2 separate regions of the Mus musculus genome follow, and region 1 is linked to region 2. Evidence: chromatin contacts called from public promoter capture Hi-C data. All regions are on one chromosome and are shown on one strand. The core of a region is the stretch at or near the end of the contact, and the rest is flanking DNA. Distances in the headings are between cores, read along the strand shown. Region 1 holds the start of Fbxo17 (F-box protein 17). Region 2 has its middle 20 kb from the start of Lrfn1.

What was found. Promoter capture Hi-C pulls out the DNA fragments that hold promoters and counts their contacts.
Region 1: a contact with region 2 is called in a promoter capture Hi-C map of the HPC-7 cell line. The contact joins the promoter of Fbxo17 here to the enhancer-like site in region 2. A contact is called at or near these places in 24 of 39 promoter capture datasets (the 3T3-L1 cell line, 3T3-L1-derived adipocytes, the C10 cell line and 15 more), 5 of 484 Hi-C or Micro-C datasets (CD4 T cells, the G1E-ER4 cell line, bone marrow-derived macrophages and 2 more), 10 of 115 datasets of contacts at active chromatin or transcription factors (bone marrow-derived macrophages, craniofacial prominence, embryonic forebrain and 4 more) and 3 of 9 other capture datasets (adipose tissue, liver and pancreatic islet).

What each region holds. Positions count from the first base shown.
Region 1 is chr7:28,714,954-28,719,182 of GRCm38.p6, forward strand. Fbxo17 (F-box protein 17) reads left to right here and starts at 1,837. Exons shown (of 7, transcript NM_015796.2): 1 at 1,837-2,085.
Region 2 is chr7:28,469,920-28,474,633 of GRCm38.p6, forward strand. No RefSeq gene overlaps it. Among named protein-coding and RNA genes, the nearest start is that of Lrfn1, 20 kb to the left of the region's middle. Within about 2 kb of position 1,467, at least 2 of the 459 cell types and tissues checked have an H3K27ac peak or open chromatin away from gene starts, as enhancers often do. A contact at or near this core is called in the HPC-7 cell line, where this site is marked.

The DNA.
Region 1 (4,229 bases), core at 587-3,086, 250 kb after region 2:
GCGATACTCCTCGTCTCCCTTACACTAGCTACAGTGAAGCTTTCTAGAGCTTGCAGGCAAGTGAATTTTAACCCAGTTAATCCATCAAAACTCTCCCCTGAATGACGGCTGTGACTTTCTTCCCTAAAGCTCCCCATCCTGCGTGAGCCACAGGAGCAAACTCTGTGGGCATCCTTAAATACACACTCACGAACTCAGCATGGCCGCAGAAGCCCGAAATCACCGTGCTCAGAAGACAGAGGCAGGAGGATGGTGAGTTCGAGGCCAGCCCGGGCTACGGAGAGTGAGAAGGGTTTTAAAATAAAATAAGTAAGAGGCTAAGATGGTAGCTCAGTTGGTGAAGTGCTTGCTGCACAGGGATGAGTATCTTAGTCTGGCTCCCTAACACGCTTATAAAAAGCAAAGTGTGGCCACATCAGTCACCACAGCCCTGACTCAGTGAAAGACAAAAGGATCCCTGGGACTTCCAGATTGTTTGAGAGACCCTGTTCCAGAAAAATAAAGTGTATGCCTAGCAAGATGGCTCAGTATATGACGGAGCCTGCCCGACACCCGAGTTCAATCCCCAGAACCCACCGCTGAAGGAAAGATGACCTCTGACCCACACACATGCAACGACACTCCCATGCATGTGTTGCACCTACACACAATAAAAACACATAAAAAAATAAATAAGTACATAGATAAATAATGAAAAGTGATTGACAAAGACCCTGGAAAAGACTGGAGAGATGGCTCAGTGGTTAAGAGCGTTGACTGTTTTTTTTACAGAGAACCTGAGTCTGGTTTCTGCAATAGCTCACAGCCATTTGTAACTCCAAGGCTCACAGCACCCCTGCCTGCCTCTGTGGATACTGCATGCATGTGGTTCACATAGGCACAGGAAGGCAAACACTCATATACATTGTCTTGGTTAGGGTTTCTATTGCTACAATGAAACACCGTTACCAAAAAACAAGTTGGGGAGGAAAGAGCTTATTTGGCTCATACTTCCACATTGCTGTTCATTATTGAAAGAAGTCAGGACAGGAACCCAGACAGAACAGGGACCTGGAGGCAGGAGATGATGCAGAAGCAGTGGAAGGTTGCTCCTTATGGCTTGCTCAGCCTGCTTTCTTATACAACCCAGGACTACCAGTCCAGGGACAGCACCGCTCATAATGGGTTGCTCCCCCCCCCCAATCAATCACTAATTGAGAAAATGCCCTACAGCTGGATCTCATGGAGACATTTTCTTAACGGAGGCCCCTTCCTCCCCGATGACTCTTAGTTGTGTCAAGTTAACACACAAAACCACCCAGTACACACACAAAATGAAAATAAATAATACATCTAAAATAATAACAATAGCTGAGAAGTACTGTTATCTGCCTTGGAGCCTATCACTCAAGAGGCAGAGGCAGGGGGATCTTTGTGAGTTTCAGGCCAGCCTGATCTACATAGTGTTCCTGGATAGCTACATAGTGGGTGGGAGATGGGTGGTGGTGGTAGTGAATATATAAGTAAATAAATAAATTTAAGGAGTCATGGGGGGGGGGCGTCGCTGATCTTCCTGGAGGGGAAGGGTTCGCTTAAGCTGAACAGCTGAGTAGCGATTGCTGCGGAGCCCGCGTGTTGAACGGTTCTGCTAAAGACGGATTCTGCTTCCAAGAACCGATCCTGTCTCTGCTTTCATTCTCTGGTTTCAAATCTGCGGTCAGAGCCACAGCTGAGCCTTTCGCTAGGGACCAAAGAATTTACCCTGACGACGGTGTTAGGAAAAGCTGCCTGGGGCGGAAGAGTGGGGCGGGGCGGGTCTCAGGGAAGGGGGCAGGGGAGGTGCCCGGGGTGTCCACCAGGGGATTGGCAGCCACGTTTCAGGGACAGGCGGCCTAGCTCGGCGGCCCTGGGCCGGGCTCACTCAGGCTGCAACGTTGCCCGGTGGCCCCGGGATCCTGAGCATAGAAGAAGACGGTCCACTAGGACCCCAGATCACGGGGCTGACTTCCCGGACCTCGGGTTACTCTTCGACTGCCTCCAGCGCCGGGTAGGGATTGGATCTTCCCCGCCAACTCAGAGCAGGCCGCCCGGTGAGCTCCCGGACAGGTACGGACCTGGGATGGGACTCGAGGGTCGTGTCCAAACCAGCGGCTGGAGCAGTCTGGAGAATGGAGGAGTCTCTCCACTGGCTCTGTGTGCCCCTCCCCGCCCCCAACCCACCCCACCCCAGGGACGCAGTCTCCAGGAGTCTGTACATCGTTTCCCAGACTCTTCCCTTATGCAGTGCACTCTTACACTGAGCTAGCTGTACACGTGCAAGTTGCAAAGCTACAAGTCCCACTGAGAAGACTTTACATTCCGTGTGTGTGTGTGTGTGTGTGTGTGTGTGTGTGTGTGTGGTTTTTCTTTTTCTTTTCTTTTGTACCTCTGACTGGCCTTGCTATGTAGCCCAGCCTGGCCTTGTACTCAGAGATCCCCCTGCCTCTTCCTCTTCAGTACTGGGACTAAACCCGTGCGCAGCCACACCCTACTATTTTTTACTAACATTTAAGATAGCATACAAAGTAGTGGGCTTCATTTCCCACGTTTCATACATACTTTGTTTTTATGGAACTAGGTCTACCGGGTCGATGGTGGCAGGAAAAAGTGCCTGCCGCCAAGCCTCCTGGTGATTCTCAAGACTCAGAGTTAAAGGCGAGAATGGAGACCCACGTGTTGTCCTCTGACCCACACACTAACACGCATACACATCAAACACTTGCGCAACAATAACATCTTACTTTTTATTTAAAATCAAATTTAAAAAAAAAAAAGAAGAAAAGGTTCTCCCAGCACCCCCTCTCGCAGCTCTACCCATGTCCCAAATAGCCAACCGAAAAGGGGGAAAAGAAATAGCCAGCCCAGACCAACATGTAGGCCCTGGGCCGCGGCTGGATCACTCTGGCTGGCAGCCCCTTTGCAGAATGCGTGCTTCAGGGTCTCAGGCTGTTTCCTGACTTAGCTACATTGATGCATTTCAGCTGTGTTTATTCCTTTCCGTGTAACGTTTGTTCTTCTGAGTTCATTTCTTCAGTTTATTCCACTCCCTGTCTTGGAAGTATAAATAACACAAATCTGATTTTAGTGGTTTGTTTTGTTTTGTTTTGTTCTGTTTTTCGCCAGTAGCCCTGGCGGTCCTGGAACTCGTTCTGTAGACCAGGCTGGCCTCGAACTCAGAGCCTGCCTCTGCGCAAATCTGATTTTAAACAATGACCGTGTGCTGACTAGTTTTATGTCAAATTGACACAAGCTAACATCACTTGGGAAGAGGGTCCCACAACTGAACAGATGCCCCCATCAGTTTGGCCAGTAGTACATTTTCTTAATTAGTGATTGATGTGAGAGAGCCCAGTCCTTTCTTTTGGGTGGTTTTGCCCCTGGGCTGGTGGTCCTGGGTTCTATAAGGAAGCAGTTTGAGCAAGCCCTGAGAAGCAAACCAGTAAGCAGCCATCCTCCATGGCCTCTGCATCAGCTCCTGCCTCCAGATCCCTGCCCTGATTTCTGGATAATGAACTACAGGCTATGCACTAAAATAAACCCTTTCCTCCCAAAGGTGCTATTGGTGTTTTTTTCACAGCTATAGAAAATCTAACGAAGACAAATTATCTAAATGTCCTAAGAGAATACCAGCAAATAGACCAGTCAGAGGGACAGAATTTATATGAAGACAAAGGGTTCCTTAAAGGAGCACCCACCTTCTATGCAATCAGTTAAAATAGCAATGGGTTTACTTTTCAAAATATGTAATTTGTACACGTGGGGAGATGGCCAAATCCATAAAGCATTTACCTGGCAAACACAGGGACCTGAGTTCAGATCCCCAGCACCCACAAAAAAAGCCAAAGCAAGATGAGCACGCAGATAAACCCAGGAAGAGGGGATGGGGGGGTTGTCTCTGGAGCTTACTCACTATCCAGGTTAGCCAGGTCCATGCGCTCCAACAGAAAACAGCTGGAGAGCATGGGAAGGGTGCTTAAGCTGGACTTCCAGCCGCCGCACTCACCAACACACATACTCGACATACAGGCATGGCTAATATTCGAGCATTGGTATATAGTTTTTACCTTATTCTGCTTTGTACTTTCTGGGTAGCTAATTAGAAAATCTTCTTTATGTGTTATGGGTTTTGCTTTTTTTTTTTTTTTTTGGAGATACAGTTTCAAAAAAAAAAAAAAAAAAAGTTATCCCATACACCTTACTATGTATCCTTA
Region 2 (4,714 bases), core at 217-2,716:
ATTGATTGATTAACTGATTATTGATTAATTAAATTAGGAAAAATATTAGCCAGTTGGTTGGTAGTGGTGCACACCTTAAATCTCAGCACTCTGGAAGACAGAGGCAGATGGATCTCTGAGTTCCAGGCCAGCCTGGACTACAGAGTGAGTTTCAGGACAACTGGGGCTACACAGAAATAAAACAAAAACCAAAAAAATTATTTTAAGTTCAAAACTAGGGAATAGAGAGATGGCTCAATGGTTAAGAGCACCCACTGATCTCATAGAGGAGCCAGGTTTGGTTCCCAATACCCATTTGGCAGTTCGCAAGTGTCTGTCACTCTGGTTCCAGGGGATCCCATGTCCTGGCTTCTGTGGGCATGTGTGTGGGATGCGCAGCATGCACTCGGACATGCTACACATAGAAAAAAAATCAACGTTTGGTTTTATATACACATATATAATATATATTATATATATGACAAGTACACTGTATCTGTCTTCAGACACACCAGAAGAGGACATCGGATCCCATTACAGATGGTTGTGAGCCACCACGTGGTTGCTGAGAATTGAACTCAGGACCTCTGGAAGCCATCTCTCCAGCCCCCAATGTTTGGTTTTAAAGAGTAAAGAGTTGAAGACTGCCCTCTTCTACATGCAGACTTTGATGCAGCTTGGCCTACATGAGACCCTGGGTATTTTTGTTTGTTTTTGCCAACAAAATATGGTTTGTTTGTTTTTTAAAGGCAGGTTGATTTGGGTAAGATGACACAACTGAACTCCTAGCTACTCAGGAAGCTGGTACAGACTGATTGCTTGAGCACAGAAGTTTGAGGCTAGCCTGGGCAACAAAGCCAGACACTGTCTTAAACCTGCAAACATCTCTAGCAATAAAAGGCAGATGGAGCAATTTCTGCCCCATCCTGGACTTGAAGCCCTTTCTGTCCCTGCCTGGCTGCCCTCACTGTGTGGGATAGATGTCCAGAGTCTATTTTACAGGCAGAGGTCGGAACCAGAGGGGACGTCCCTGTCAGAGGGCTCCTCCCTGGTCTGCTTCCCATGAAGAAAAGAGTGGAACTGGCAGTTTGCCTCTGGAGCTGTGTCTGGAGACTGGGGAATGGCTATGGTGACCCTAGCTGAGCTGGGGCCTCCAAAGCCAGCTGTTAAAGGAGTAGGGGAGGAGCCCCCTGTGCTTACCTGTGTGAGCATAAGTGGACCAGGGTCTGCTGGGGAGTGGAGGGTGATGGAGGAGGGGCTATGCAGGGACTGAATAAGGCAAAGGTGGTTTGGGCCAAGTCAGGGACTCTGGGCATCTCAGTGTTTGCAGATACCCTGCCATGAAAACTCCTTCCTAATCCTGGTGAAAAAGGAAGAAGGCTTCAAGCTAGCCAGGGGCCCCCTGAGGCCTTGGGGGGTGGAGGGGAAAAAAGCAAGACAGAAATAGAAACGGAGCCAGAGGGAGGAAGCTGGTCTGGGCAGAGAGGGTGGGAGGCAAGGACAGCAGCACTGGAGAACTTCAGGCCAGGCAGATCCCTTACACTGGCCCAGTATACATGTCATTTATGAAGATCCCTGTGTGCACAGTGCTCCCACCAGCTGGGCTCTGTGCTCACATACCCCACCTAATATGCAAGTCAGTATATCATAGAACCCAAGGCACTACACATGACACCCAGGAAAGGTCATTACTGCTGTAAGAAGCAGGGGCACAATATATAGCTCTGATTGCTCTGTCACTCAAGGACTGATAAAGCTTTACTGAGTATGTGCCATGTGCTTGGCCCAGGATAGAAGCTTTCATGATGAATAAAATATACAAACTGCTAGGCCCGATGGCAAAGCCTGTAATCCAGCACTTGGGAGGCAGAGGCAGGAGGATCTCAAATTCCAGGCCACTCAAGGACACAGTAAGACCCTGTCTCAAAAATAAAGGCCGCAAAGAAGAAAATGGCCCTGGTAGAACATGTGTATGATCCCAGGATTCAGGAGACTGAGGCAGGAGGATCAGAGGTTTGTCATTATAAGTTTAAGGTCAGCCTGGACTAATTATTTCTCTTCCTCAATATACCAAAAAAAAAAAAAGTTTCCATTTGCTTTCTTCTTTCCTGCTGACTTTATTGGTACAATAAAGACCTGTAGGTTCTGCACCCATTCTGTGACCATGCAGCATTAAGCTTAGGATTTAAAGCTATCATTCTGAGGAAGGTAGAGAAAAACACAGAAAATTTGTCTGTGACAAACTTCTAAATTCCAAATATAGTCATATATAGTGATATAACCGAATGGTATTTTTATTAATTTTTATTTTATGTATATGGGTGTTTTCCTGCATGTCCATCTGTGTACTATGTCTGTGGTCTGTGCCAGAGAAGGCCAGAAAAGGAACCGGGGTTACTGGTGGTTGTGAGCTGCCATGTATGTACTGGGAACGGAACCTGGACCCTCTGGAAGAGAAGCCAGTGCTCATAAATATTAAGATACCTCCAGCTCCATAATAGAATGTTTTAAATATTTGACATATTACCTGTCTTTTCTTATCATCTCCCCTTGTCCTTAGCATCTCACTGTGTAACCTGTCTAACCAAAAGTTCCTGTGTAGTCCAGGTTGGCCTTGAACTCACTCAGAAACCCACCTGCCACTGCCTCAAAAGTGCTGGGCTTAAAGCACCCACTGCCATGCCAGGCTTTCTTCTCTTTTTAAAGATTTTTAGACAAGATCTTGTGTAGCCAAGGATTAAACTCATGATCCTTTTGCCTCTACCTCTAAAGTGTTGTGATTATAGGCACAAGTCACCGTGCTTGTACATTCATTCATTCATTCATTCATTCATTTCTTTATGCACTCATTCATTGTGTATGCATCTGGTGCATGTGGACGACAAAACAATTTGCGTTGTTCGTTTTCTCCTTTCTTCCATGCACTCCCTGGGATTGAACTCAAGTTATCAAGCTTAGTGACAAATGCCTTTATCTGCTGAGCCATCTCACCAGCTAGTTCTGTCTATCTATCTATCTATCTATCTATCTATCTATCTATCTATCTATCTATCTATCTATCTATTTATCTATCTATTTATCTATCTATTTATCTATCTATCTATCCATCCATCATCTATCTATCCATCTATCCATCCATCTATCCATCATCTATCTATCTATCCATCTATCCATCCATCTACCCATTATCTATCTATCTATCTATCTATCTATCTATCTATCTATCTATCTATCTATCTATCTATCTATCATCTATCTATCTATCATCTATCTATCTATCTATTTATCCTCTATCATCTATCTATCCATCTATCATCTATCCATCTATCATCTATCCATCTATCATCTATCCATCTATCATCTATCTAGCCATCTACCTTTATATCAATTTTTTTTGTTTTGTTTTGCTTTCCAAGACAGGGTCTTTCAATACAGCCCTGGCTGTCCTGGAACTCACTGTGTAGATCAGGATCTCCTAGAACTCACAGGGATCTGTTGAAGTTATGCCTGGCTCTGCTTCCCAGACTCATGCTCCCAGAAATAAGACTCAGACTCAAAGTATATTTACAAATACCTTGGTCATATAGCTAGGCTCTTCTCTGACTAGATCATAACTAAAGATAACCCATTTGCTTTAACCTCCATCCTGCCACGTGGCTGGTTACCTGTGCTCAGGGACCATGTGCCCGTCTCCTCACGTCTTCCTGGGCAGATCTCCCTGTGCCTGGCTCTATCCCAGAATCCTTTCTATCCCAGAATCCTTTCTCCTACCAGATGTTCCACTTCTATTTCCTGCCTAAGCCATAAGCCATAGGCTTTTTAATGGACAGATGATACATTGATACAATACATAAGTTATTCTCTCTACAGGGATCTGCCGGCCTCTGCCTCCCAAGTGTTGGGGTTAAAAACACGTGGCACCATGTTCAGATGGGAAGGCATGGCTAATTCTGGAACCCAGACGTGTCTTGACTAGTCTGATTCGGGAGACCCTCCTCCCTCCTCCTCTTAGTTGCCAAGATCAGTGTCCTGCAGTCCTCCCCCTGCCTCCAAGAGCATGCGCTTCTGAATAGTGGGGCACTCTCTGCCTTTGCCTGCTGAGTTAGTTCTTCATCAGACCTGGGTCTCTAGAATGACCACATTCTTGTTCAACACACACTTGTCCCTTGGTGCTCCTAAGTGATTGGATACAGACATCTGGAGATGCTGGAGTCCCTCATACAGAATGCTCATGGGGCCACACACACCTTCCTTTTAAATCCTCTCCAGATGACAATCAGGCTACATTCATTGTAACTGAGATACTATTTGGGTTTCTGTGTGTTGTTTAGCAGAGTGTGACAAGGAGAATCCTGGACATGTTAAGTCTAGACACAAGGTGGATTTGGAGTTTCTGAACATGTTCCATTAGAGGTTGGTTGTATGCATGAATGCAGAGATTCTGGGTACAGAGGTCTGAAATTATATTCATGTCTTGATTTTTTTGTTTGTTTGTTTGTTTTGAGACAGGGCTTCTCTGTGTAGCCCTTCCTGGCTGACCTGGAATCCCTCTGTAAACCAGGCTAGCCTTGATCTCAGCAATGAGCCTGTCTCTGCCTCCCAAGTGCTGATTAAAGGCATGTACCACCACGCTAAACTTTTTATTTTTACGTGTGGGTATGTGTGTGTGGGGTACATATGTGTACATGGGTACAGGTGTTCACAGAGGCCAGAGGCACCAGAACCCCTGGAGATT